Regions from separate parts of the Mus musculus genome. Here region 2 is linked to region 1. A link is a contact called in public promoter capture Hi-C data. All regions are on one chromosome and are shown on one strand. Each heading gives the region's core, a stretch centred on a gene start, on an enhancer-like site or on the middle of the called end of the contact. The rest is flanking DNA. Distances are from core to core; before and after follow the strand shown.

What was found. Promoter capture Hi-C pulls out the DNA fragments that hold promoters and counts their contacts.
Region 2: a contact with region 1 is called in a promoter capture Hi-C map of liver, with 4 times the contacts expected there. The contact joins the promoter of Crispld2 here to the promoter of Wfdc1 in region 1. A contact is called at or near these places in 4 of 39 promoter capture datasets (the C10 cell line and liver) and 2 of 9 other capture datasets (adipose tissue and liver).

The regions. Positions count from the first base shown.
Region 1 is chr8:119,662,664-119,668,782 of GRCm38.p6, reverse strand. Wfdc1 (WAP four-disulfide core domain 1) reads right to left here and starts at 2,418. Exons shown (of 7, transcript NM_023395.2): 1 at 2,123-2,418. The coding sequence starts at 2,242. Gm32352 (a long non-coding RNA gene) reads left to right here. Exons shown (of 4, transcript XR_388091.3): 2 at 4,463-4,689; 3 at 4,838-4,927.
Region 2 is chr8:119,989,590-119,995,708 of GRCm38.p6, reverse strand. It overlaps Crispld2 (cysteine-rich secretory protein LCCL domain containing 2), which reads right to left and starts at 3,271. Exons shown (of 15, transcript NM_001310635.1): 1 at 3,109-3,271.

The DNA.
Region 1 (6,119 bases), core at 1,169-3,668:
GGCCCAAGGCTGCACAGCAATTAAGAGGCAGATGCACAAGGACCCATAAAACTCTTGAGTCACACACAGCCTGGCCTTCCCCAGGGCGGGGCATGTCCCCCAACACACACACACACACTCTTTCTTTCCTCTGGCACGCACAGCAGCAGTCTGAACACCAGGGAGGGGCCAATTCTGCAGATAATGCAAAGCCCGGGGATTGTGTCCCATGGCAGCACGAGGTACAAAGAACCTGGACCTGGGAAAAGCAGCAAAGTCCCTTTCCTTGCAGCCTGCCCTTTCCCGCTGGCCTGCGCCGCCCCACCCCCACCCCTCTCATCTCTAGTTAGACTCTGGCGTTGGAGCCTTCAAAGGATGTCCTTCTTTCTCTGGATTCTTAATCCTTAGCCTCCCTTCAGGACAACCACCTCTTCCAGGAAGCCTTTGGTGATTCCATGTCCCACGTGAAGTCTGACTCCTCCTCCCGTGGCTCCCTGTCTCTTCCCTAGAGCATCCAGCCAGGGTGTTCATCTTGAACCCAGATCAGCCTCAGTTCACATTGGTTTCCCACCTCCCTGCTTCCTGATCTGGCAAACTCATATTCACCCTTCAAAGCCCCAGGCCAAATGTCTCCAACCTTAGAAGGCTCTCCCTGCAGCTCCAGGGCAGGGCTGAACATGCTGCTCATCACATTTGTGTTCCTGCATTCATGAGAGTGCTCCTGGTGCTGACTCCGATGGCAGGAACCTGCCAGGGTCTACAGCAGCCCCGGGGAACCAGAATTCCTCCCAGGAGGCATGGGCTGGCATTGGACTAGAAGCCTGTGAGACACACTGGCTACTCTGAGTGCTGAGTGCTTTCTGTGTCTGCACAAGTGTACAGTGTCCCTGCAGGCATGCTGCCTCCCTGACTGGAGACCCCCCCACCCCCGGAGGGTGCCCACCTTACACCCACCCCAACGCTTCCCTCATTATCTGTCTCCCCACTGCTCAAAAGCTAACACACCCTGGCTTCCTTCCTCTCATTCACTCTCTGCTGTCCACACTGCTGTGTAGACACCCCAGGAGGGGAACCGGCAGACAAGTCTCCCATCCAGGACAGTGTCATCAAAACACCAACACCAGGGATGGGGGAGATGTCCCCCAGTGGATAATATGCCCTCTGAGTAGGTCTGAGGCTCAAGTTCCAATACCCAGAATGGATGTAAAAGCTGGCAGAAGTGGCAGCCACTTGTGGCCCACGGGCTCGGGAGGGAGGTGGGATGCCCGGGCCAAGCTGTCCAGGTAGACTAGCCCTAGGGAACTCTGAGTTCAGTGGGAGACCGTCTGTCAGTAAAGGAAATCAAATGAACAAGGTAGATGGCTGATACCAATTGCCAGCCTCCACAGGCCCAAGCACACACGAGTATGTGCCCACATAAGCACTGCACACATCTGTAAACACATACACATGCGTGTCACACACCACATCAACTCCCCCCCCCCCCACATATTTACTGAGAGGAATGCATCACTCTGTCTTCCACAGAGCACATTGTTGGTGTCCAGAGAGGTCAGACAACTTGCTTGAAGTCACACAGCCAAAGACAAGCCCAACTTAGGACTCAGCCATAGGGTCCCACTGTGCCTGCCCCCCCTCCCCCCGTTGACATTCTGCTCAGAACCTTCCTAGGTATCGATGTCATTTGTCCCCAGGCAGCCTGACTCACCCTCGAGGGGGAGAGCGGGTCTCCTCATCCTGTACCTGCAGGGGGTCATATAGATTTTTGCCCAGCCTGCTTCCCACTAAGTGTCTCTTGCCCGAATGAGGCACTGTGGCCAGGCTTCAGACACTGGAGGGGACCAAATGCTCACGTCTGTGCCCTCAGACCCTTTCATTAGACTCTGCTTTCCAGGAAGAAGCAGAGATGCTTTCCCTTAAGCTTCAAAGGCAAGATCTCCACATGGGGGGTGGACCTGTTTCTTGCCTCCCTGCTGGCAGCAATGGGCTCTCAGGAAGGCAGAGCCTTGTCTGCCCACCACCCGCTACAGCTCCAATACAGGAGATTCCCACCACGATAAGAAACCATAGACAGCATCTAGGGACTTCTGTCCCCTGGGCCACCTCCCATCACAGAGGCCCCTCCACCCCTCCTGGCACTTACTCGGGACTTCTCGGCCAGCCTGGCCGGCAGCATTGCCTCCCAAGTGCCCTGGGCAGAACTGGAGCCCAGTAGCAACAGGAAACTCAGAGCCCGAAGGACTTTTCTGCCGCAGTTACCCATCCCGAGGCTGGTGGCAGGGTTTCCTTCTGCACGAGTGACCTCCTCCGCAGGCCGGGGAGAGGAGGCAAGAGGGGTTAAGAGGGAGGAGGGACCATAGCCTGGGTGGGGCCTGAGAGAGCAACAGAACTTTGCCTGCTGCAGCCTTGGTCCTCCACACAGGGTCCCTGGGATCTTGTGCCCTCAGCCAGCACCTGTGCCCTGGGTAGTGGTTGGTTCTCCAGGTTATTTTTAGTCCACCCTGTGGCTCCAGTGACTAGAGTGACTGTAAGCTGGGCAGCTCAGATGCCGGGCAGAGGGAGGAAGGGGCACCAGCCAAGACGTGGCCGGGAGGGACCTGCCACTCCCCTGTAACTATTGAGCTGCTGTGGCGGCCTCCTCGGCCTCCAGTTAGGATGGGCTGTGCTGCTCTCAGCGCTGCCTGTGACTGTCTGCCCCAGGAACTGGGTTTGGGGGTGCTATAGGGAGGGGACAGGGGGCCGCAGGAGCCTGTGGCCCTGGTGTGGGGAAGCAGACCCCTCCCTTGTCTCTGAGTCCCTGCTTTGATGTGACTCTGGGGGAGAGTGGCATTGCACAGGAAAGCATCCTCTGCACTGAGGGTTGCTGCGGGAACCAAGCACCTTGCCTGTCCCCAACAGGTTGTCCCCAACAGCATGCAGAGGTGGCTGCTGTGTGGATCCCCATTTTTCTTAAAGGGGGACACAGAGATGGAAAGAGGTTTCACGCTTGCTCTCACATCAGACAACAGTGTGAGGTGGAGCAGCTAGCTCAGGCCCAGAGGATGGTATGAACGGCTCCACTGGAGAAGGTGGGATTGGCTTTCCCTGCAGCCCCAGTGGTATTTGCCGAGGGGGCTCCGAGGCACACCCTGTGAGGCTGGGTGGCACGGGCAGAATGGGCACCCAGGAAGGTAGGTCTGTCTTCCCACCCACCACCAGGAGCACCCGGGTCCTGGGGCTCTGACAGCAGTTCCCAGCCCCCATGCTCGTCTCCACATGTGCCTACATTACATTCTTGGACAGCAGGCTCTTGGCCCAGTTCCTGGGTCTCTCCGTGGGTGGCCTGGCTTCTGCCTGAGCTGGGCTGATGGTCTGTGAAGCCCTTCTGACCTCCCTCTGCCTTCACTGCACCAGGTCTCCTAGTTCCCCACCAGGAAGGCTCTTCTGCCTGGCAGGGCCCTAGCACGGCCTTGGATTTCTGCCGGGACTGCTTTCCCAGTATGGCTCCTGATAGAGGCTCTCATGTGGTGGCCACCATTGGGTGCATCTGTACTGATTGGAGCGCTGAGCCCCACCCCTGCCTCCCACCCCTCCTCTTCTGAACTAGACAGTCTGCTCTACCTGGTGGATTGTTCTTGTTCTTGTAGCACCCCCCCCCCCGCCATGCTCCATCCCTGGAGTCACAGATTCATAAGACTGTGCTCATGCGCAGTAGGTGAATACAGTTGACCATGTTGTGCCTGATGTAGGATCATCTGGGGTCCCCGTCCTACATTTTGGTACTTGTGGCATCTAACACGTAGTCATAGGATCACTAAACATGCGCCATGTAGCAGCTCTGAGTGAGGACTGTTTACGTGTAAAGCAGACATCATGTACAGAACACACACATGCGTTGGTGGAGGTCAGAGGTCAACCTCCCTCACATTCCTCAGGCACCGACCATTCTCTTTGGTTTCCTCAGATACTTTCTCACTGGCTGAGACTTCTCTAAGATGGCTGGGCTGGCCGGCCAGTGAACATGAGGGACCCTTCTGTCTTGGTCTCCTCAGAGCTGGGGTTACAGACACACACTCCCACACCTGCCTTTTTGTGTGTGTCCTGGGGAATCAGGCTCAGGTCTCTGCCTGCGTGGGAAGTGTTTCACCAACCAAGCCAATCACTTCAACTCCCACAGTGACCCCAAAGAACTCTCAAAATTGGTAGAAAGCAGGGGTGTGTCCTTGACATCTGACCGTGCATGCATTGAAAACTGCTCCTGGATCAAACGGAACCATGAGGGTATCTGACATCCTCTCCCCGCATTTCCTTGTTTGGTCACACGGCTACTAGGACATTCAGTCATTGCTCTGTGACATCTGATGAACCCCTGATACTTGCCTATCTCACTGGGAAGCCGCCCATGTGGCTCCATCCTCCACATCAGGCCCCTAGTTTGGAACTCTAAGAGACAGAATGCACTCAGTAGTTTCTAATGACAAGCTGTCTGTGTGTATCCACCCAGCATTTGGAAATTAAAGAGGAGCAAAGCAAAGCTTTGGGATCCCTCTCTACCCACCGGCAACATCTGGAGTTGAACCCTGGCGTGGTGAGGAAGCTGACACGGGTCACCATAAGCTGCTTAACACATGAGCATTTACCACACTGAGGAGAGAAGGTCGGAACCCTGCCGGAGACAAAGACATGGGTCTGCATCTCCTCCAGCTGCTCCCAGAACCTGGCCTGGACCCAGTGAGTATTTGTTGCTGATGGGGTAAGCTTAATCTTCTTAACTGCCAAGATTCTTCCTCATCCTCGGATTTAGTGAGGGATGGCCCCCCAAACTAGTTCTGCAGTCTAAAGTCCCAAGATGTGACTAAGTCAACATTCTCTCCCCTAGATAACACTGAAGGTCCATGCATACATTAGGCGCTTGGGTTGAGATGCCAGGAGCCTCCGAAATGTGACACACAGTCAACTCTTCACCGTGGTAAGTTACAAAAGGACCCTGCAGAGTCTTCGGGACAAGAAGGGCAACCGCTCAGGGTACTGAGCCACACTGGGTACTTTGTGTGGAAGGAAAATGGCCCAAGAAACAAACAGAACAAATCCGCCTGGGGAGCCAGCACCTCTTTTGATCAGGGACTTGACGTGGCCTCAGGATGACAGCCACCGGATGCTCCCAGCAGGGCCCTAGGTCCCACCATGAGGTCAGGTCCAGCCCTCTTCCCAGTTTCCTGCCGAGACTCAGAACTCGAGGTCCCACCTTCAGAGGGCCTTTCCAGTTTATGTGACCCAGGCAACCTGAACTTTCCCCCAGCCCAGTGGGATGTCCTCCTGCGAAGTCTCCGACCGTTGGCATGCCTTCCCGAAGACTGTGAATCCTGGAGAATGTCTCTCTGCCAAGGGCTTCCCTCCCTCAGGGGAGAGAGAGAGAGAGAGAGAGAGAGAGAGAAATAGAAACTTTAAAATGTAAAGAGTGCTGTGCCTGGGGACTCGGAGTCAGGAAGCAGAGGACACACTAAGGGTCACTAAGGGTCACCATCCTCCAGGGACACAGGACAGTTTAAGTCTATTGATCAGACCAGATAAAAGTGTACTGACTCTTAACTTATACTGTCGTGTGAATGACTTCCAGTAGAGAGAAACAGAATTGTGTAGAAGACTCAGAGTCCATTCATTCATTCATTCATTCATTCCTTTGAATATCTACCCAAGTCAGGCCTAAGAACACCAAAGGAGAGGACCCAAGCCCCACCTCTGCACCTCCAGGGCTTACTACCAAGAAAAGGAGTCAGATTGTTAACCTGGTGTTCTGATAAATATGGATGGCAGGCACCATCCTAAGGACGTGGGCAATGGCCTCCCGTCTATCAACCCTACGCTGCTTACTGGTTAACACCTGGCTGCTTTAAGAAAATCACTGACTTAAAGCTAGGCATGGTATCTTAGTCAGGGTTTCTGTTCCTACACAAACATGATGACAAGAAGCAAGTTGGGGAGGAAAGGGTTTATCCAGCTTACACTTTTCCACACTGCTGTTCATCACCAAAGGAAGTCAGGACTGGAACTCAAGCAGGTCAGGAAGCAGGAGCTGATGCAGAGGCCATGGAGGGATGTTACTCACTGGCTTGCTTCCCCTGGCTTGTTCAGCTTGCTTTCTTATAGAACCCAAGACTGCC
Region 2 (6,119 bases), core at 2,022-4,521, 330 kb before region 1:
CGACATACTCAATGCCCCTCAGTTGTGCATGGACAACTGACTGTGAGGAGGGCTGAGGAGATGTCTCAGCAAGCAGTTAAGAAAGAACACTTGCTGCTCTTGCAGAGGACCTAAGTTTGATTCCCAGTATCTTCATGGGGTGGTGGTGGGGATTCACAAACCACTAGTAACTCCAGTTCCAGGGTGGGTTCTAACACCTCTCCATCCTCCTCAGGCAGGACAATCCTATGGACGGACCCACATACAGATGAACACAGGCACATAAAACGACTAAATAAATATTTTTAAAGTAGTGCATTGGGGGGGGGGCATCGGAATGATGCAGTGGGGAGAGGCACTTGCCACCAAGCCTGAGAAGCTGAAGTCAACCACTTCCTAAGATCCACAAGCACAGATGGAGATGTATTCCATGAGCTGCCCTCTGACTTCCACACATGCCCCATGGCATGTGCATGCCCACACACGTGCATGCCAATGCCCACATACATGGATGCATGCGTACGCACGCACACACTCAATAAATATCGATTTTTTAAATTGAAAGATAAAAATGATATTTGTGTGTATGTGTTTTCTACTTTTTCAAGAAAAGACAAAACAAAAACATGACTGAATGCCCTGGACTCAGGACCCCCTCATGTGGCTGCTCTTGTCTGCTCTGTTGCTTGCAGGGTGCTCAGGTGGGGACATCATAAGCTGAAGGACCTCTCCATGGAATGAAATGATGGCACTCTGGCCATACCGAGGTTTCCCATCCTGAAGAGCCATCCAGTTATCAACCCCTTGACTGACGTGGGCTCTGCACATCTGGGACTCATCAAACGCAGTGAGTTTTTTTTTTTTAATCTTTTTTAAGCTTCTAGTTCCCAGAGTAGCAGACACAGAGGCACCTCCCCTACTCACAAATTACACTGGTGACGGAGAAGAGCCTCGAGCCAGTTCCCACAAGGCCAAGGTCAGCACCAGGGTCCTGCCTGCAGACACTCCAGTGGAGTTCATACAAGACGGATGCCATGTGTGTATGTAGGGGGGCGGCTGTGAAGGGCCTCCTGATCCTCTTCCCCCATTCAGGTCCTCCCCCTGCAGACCAACCCCACCCATCTGCAGCACAGCAGCCAGGCTCTGGGAGCCTCACTGACCCAGGTCACCAGGCAGACTTTCAGTGTACCAACGGACCGAGTCCTGGTGAAGAGCCCTGTCAGTACAACCCCCTTCTGGCCCTACACCGCGCCCCCACCAACCCCATCTGGGGCCAGGCTCCTGGAGATGCTAAAAGCACCCTTAGGTCATGAAACAAGCCTTGTGGTACACTCTGCTGTGCTGGTCACATTTGTCATCTGGTACAGCACCTTCCTCTGAACCTACAGTGGAGCTCAGCCAGGGGCCCAGCTGTTTCGTGTTCTGCACACGTGTGCACTTCATGCATCAGTGGGTGGAGCATGCCGGCTCACAGGGCAGTCAAGAGATGGCTAGGGCCAGCCCTGGCCATAGCTGGCCACAGATGTTCCAGAGAAGTGTCAGGTGCCAGCCTTACTATAACTGTCACTATGTAAGAATCAACACCTCCGTCTTCACTTCTCTCTAGGAGCCTCGTCCAGATGTTTGTCCAGGACCCCTTAGATAAAGCCCCCTCTGTGAAGGTCAGGTTGAAGACAGAGGCAGTAGTGGATATATAGCTGTCTTTTAAAAGGCAGGACCTACAAGCCGTGGGTGTTAGAGTCCAGAGCCAGGCCCACCTATGGGGGTATAATCACAAGTCACTCTCCACTTCCAGCCCAGATTCAAGACTCTGAGCCACTGACCCAGGTCCCCAGCCACCGCTCCCAAGTCAGGCACTGTAGCGCCACACCTGCTATTCCTCCTGGAGGTGAGGTGAGGACGGTGGCAGATAGAGGATGCCAAGTGATGCTGTACATCCCTCAGTTCCTTTGTGGCAAGCAGCGTGGTCCAGCCTTGTTCTGCAGGGCTGTCAGACTCCAGACCTGATGTGCGGAGTGTAAGATCATCTGGAGAAGGCAGGACTACCCTACTTCCTCAGGGCAAGGAGCCCAGGTCTAACAGTGGACATTTCCAGCCCCGCTCTTGGCTCCAGGAAAGCCAGGCATCCAGACAGCCTCTCACACGGGCTTAGTCACCGTAGCAACTCACCTTTCCCTGGAAAGAGGGCCAGTTCAAATTGCACTGCAGCAACAGGCATCTGGCACCAAGTCTATACCCCAAAGGAGCTGATCTTGGCTTTCCTCATCTGGGGCCAATACTCCTGACAGGAGGACTTAATTCAAGATGCCCACTTTAGGAAAAGACCCTGTCATGTGTTCCCTAAAACAGTCTCTAGAAGAGTTGCTATAATCCCGACAACTCAGGAAACTGAGACAGAAGGATTCCTATGGGCCAGAGTCCAGACTGTGCTACACCTGGACACGTCCCTGGGAAGCCTTGGAGGCAGTCGGAGGTGGCTTCCAGACCTGTCTCTGCTGTAGTCCAGCTCACTTTACCTCTCTGACCCTCCATATTTTATCTGAAATAGGGTTAGGAGACCCCCTCACCACAAGCCTGTTGCCAATGGAAAAGGGGTGTGGCTCTGTCATTTGGAACCAAAGGCACTTACCTGCCCCTGTGATCACCTGAACCTTACCCTCACAGAGTGAAAGACCCCTCTAACGCAACCAAGCCATCATCGAGCCAGTTATCGACGCCCACTGACAACACACTACCGCCCCAAATGGTGGCAAATTGCCTTGGGTGGGCAAAAGAGCGCGCCTCAGTGAAGCGCGAAGCAGCTTCGTGCAGCCAGGCTAGGGATCCCAGCTCCAACGGCTTCCTAACCGCGAGTCAGTCCCGGGCAAAAAGCTTCGTAGTTGAGCCTCAATTTCTTCATCTGAAAAGGATCTTGCAGGTAAGGGCTCTGCAGAACGGCGGCACACAGCCCTGAACAGCCCTGAAGCACCGCGTCTGCCTTAGTCAGGGCAAGAGAGTCGAAAAAGGACAGAAAGAGGAGACATTGCAGCCGAAGCAGTGAGGTGGCTAAGAGTTCGAGAACAGCGTAGGCTACGCGACAAGACCTGTTCTCCTACAGACAAAAGAACAGCGGGACCGAGTCCCTCTCACCTGTGCGGAACTCTGGCCTCAACCTGGGGAGCGCTGGGCAAGCAAGTTGCAGATCTGGAACCTTGCGGATGCTGGGCGCTCTGAGTGGGTCCAGGACTTGAGCGCGGCCCCTAGTAGCTTCTTAGAGCATCCTGAGCCACGCCCCCCAAGTCCACAGGCAGCGCTGATTGGGCTGCGAGGCGCCGGCCCCGCCTCCTGTTTTCGGGAGGGTGGAGGCACTGAGGACCACGATGCGCAAGGAGCGCGCGGCCCCTAGCCGTGACCATAAAAGTAGTTTTCATTGAGCTCTTTCTGCGTGCGGCAGGCTGGGCACCCCCAGACAGTCCGTGGCCTGTGGACCCCACCCGGTTCTACTACTCAAGTGAAGGACAGGACAAAAGACCACCGGGAAGCACGTGCTGAGCCGGGGTGTGCGCATTTATCCGCCACGACCTATTCCCAAACTAGGAGGATCTCGGGGGTTCCCAGCAATTTAGGGAGGAGGCTATGTCCCACTTCTGTGGAGAGATTATCCCGCCTCCTCAAGAACCCCAGGGTGAGGTTCCAGTAAGCTTAGTACCACGTGCCCCAGGGCATTTGGCGTCTACCTGGAGCAAATAACCCGAGGTTAGAATCCGGGAAATTACTTTAGGTAAAGGTTGACACCCAAACCCTTAAGGGCAAGTGAGGGAATGAGCGGGAAGAGCTAAGAGATCCCCCAGAACACTCTCAGTCACTTAAAGTGGGACTGGAGAAGACCACCCATCCAAAGAGGCACCTCCCACTAACACCTCCACAAATACTACCAGGAGCAGGTACAGCCGAGCCCGCTGGGGTTCCTCGTGACATGTTGGGGAACCTGGATTACAACCAGAGATCTTTACCCAAGTCCTTGACGCAGCACTGCGCAGATAAAGATTCAGATATGTTAATATTTTTCATTTTAAATCCCGTCCTTAATGCTCAGTTTTGGAAGCATCCATCATCAAGCGACCTGCACTCACTTGCTACACCCTAAGCTGTCTTCCAAGTACCAGAGGAGTCAGTGCTGATTAACAGGGCTGATTAGCAGCCCTGGGGGTGACCCAGGACAAGGCCAGTGAGGGTGGGCCCTGTGCTCCATGTGCCATTCTCTGGTGCTGACGATCTGGCCTGACCACCCTCAGACGCCAGCATCCCTATTCTCCTCAGTGAAGGGACTGACCAACACAGAGATTCCTGCACGCATCTCTGAGTCACAGGTCTCCAAAGTGCACGTGCCCACTCTGTTGCCAGTGTCCGTGACCATTAAGCCTTGAATGCAAAACAGGATAAACTGGGTCCTGTTACCCACCCAGGAACGGGAAGTGATGAGGAACAGGGCTTTTCTGGGACCCAGCATTTGGGCAGGAGTGGCTTGTCAGTAATAGAAGTCCCAGGCTCTGAGTGGCCCCACCACACCGCCCTGCTGACGCTTTTCATGACAACCTTGCAAAGCTCCTTGATGGCTCCGTGGGACTCTTAGACACCCCTCCCCACCGAAGCATTCTACATGCCTATCATCATCAGGTCAAACCAACATGCCAAGTCTCCCTCAGTCTGGCCATCCCAGAACCTCCAGCTCTTCTTCCTACTCTTCCTCAGTTTCCCCTTTCCCTCCCCTGTGTGGCCTTCTCGTCTAACCTACCCCATTTCTCCTTCACCAGAAGAGTATCAGGAGCTATGCGGGGGAACTTCAAGGGCATCTTCTGGTCAGCCTCTCACGGCCCAATGGAAAGGGGCCTCTGGTTACAGATGGGGACATTGGGTACAAGCAGGTGAAGGCACTTGTCCAGGATCTCCTGGTTGTCCATTGGTGAGACTGGGATCCCAACCCAGGCAGCCTGTGCCGGAGCCCCTACTATATTTTAATGTATCTTGCCAAGATTGCTACATTGAGATCTAATTACCTAGGGAAGATACGGTGGGGGTGGGGAGAGCAAGTTGGGATGTTGTGAGATCCCCATCTGTGAGCTGAGACACTACCTTTGACAGTCTCACTGCCCAAGCTCCCCTGTGTATATCCTGTCACCCAGTGCCGTCTTGACCCATCAGCCCAAATGGACCAGGACAGCCTATCAGCTTGGCCTCTAAGTCATGTGGTAAGCTGATTAGAGAGTTTGTATTTATACAAGATGAACACATTGGATACTTCAGAGCTATTTCATTTCTTGTTGATATATCGGGGAGGCTAAACAAATTTCTAAAGTAGAATGTCATGGCTAGTACTGCTGTGTAACAAATTATCCTATATTATAGTGGGTTGGAGGGAGATGTTCCAGTTGTATAATGGTTATTTAGTGCTAATGATATATGTGTGTATTCATATATACCTATTTTGATACCCAATATGATTATGATACACACACGCACACACACAAGACATCTTTAACAGCCCCCATTGTTTTTGTTAGGCCTATAATGTACTAGATAGGGGACACTGGAAAGGTGTGGTTAGTGCAGTTAGTTTCTTCCTTAGGGCCCTTCATTGGCTGTAGTTAGCTGTTGACTGGAGCTAGACACTGAGAGTAGTGTTTGATATTGGCTGTGGGAGGGATACCAGCTGGGTTGCTGGCCGTAGTGGCTCCAGCCTTTCCAGTGGACAGTGTCAGGTGGTCAGACACGTGGTGCCTAGCTGTCCCTAAAGCAAGCTTCCTCCAGAGCCAGGTGCCTTGGGAGGGCCTTTGATGGCCTGGTGTTGGAGACATGCCTCACTCTTTTGCTAAAACTACAGAGGCTAATCGGCTTCGAGGAGATGGGCACAAAGCACAGACCTATGCTAGTGGAAATGAAGAAATTTGCAGTCTTAAAAAAAAGAAAAAAAAAGTCCACAGATGACCAGATACCATACAGCCGCTCCATAAAAAACAAGGTGTTGTTCCTAGGGGCTGAGAACCTAACCTAATGATGAGCACCTAACCTAGTAATGAGCACCTAACCTAGTGATGAGCACCTAACCTAGTGATGAGCACCCAACCTAGTGATGAACACTTAACCTAGTGATGAGCACCTAA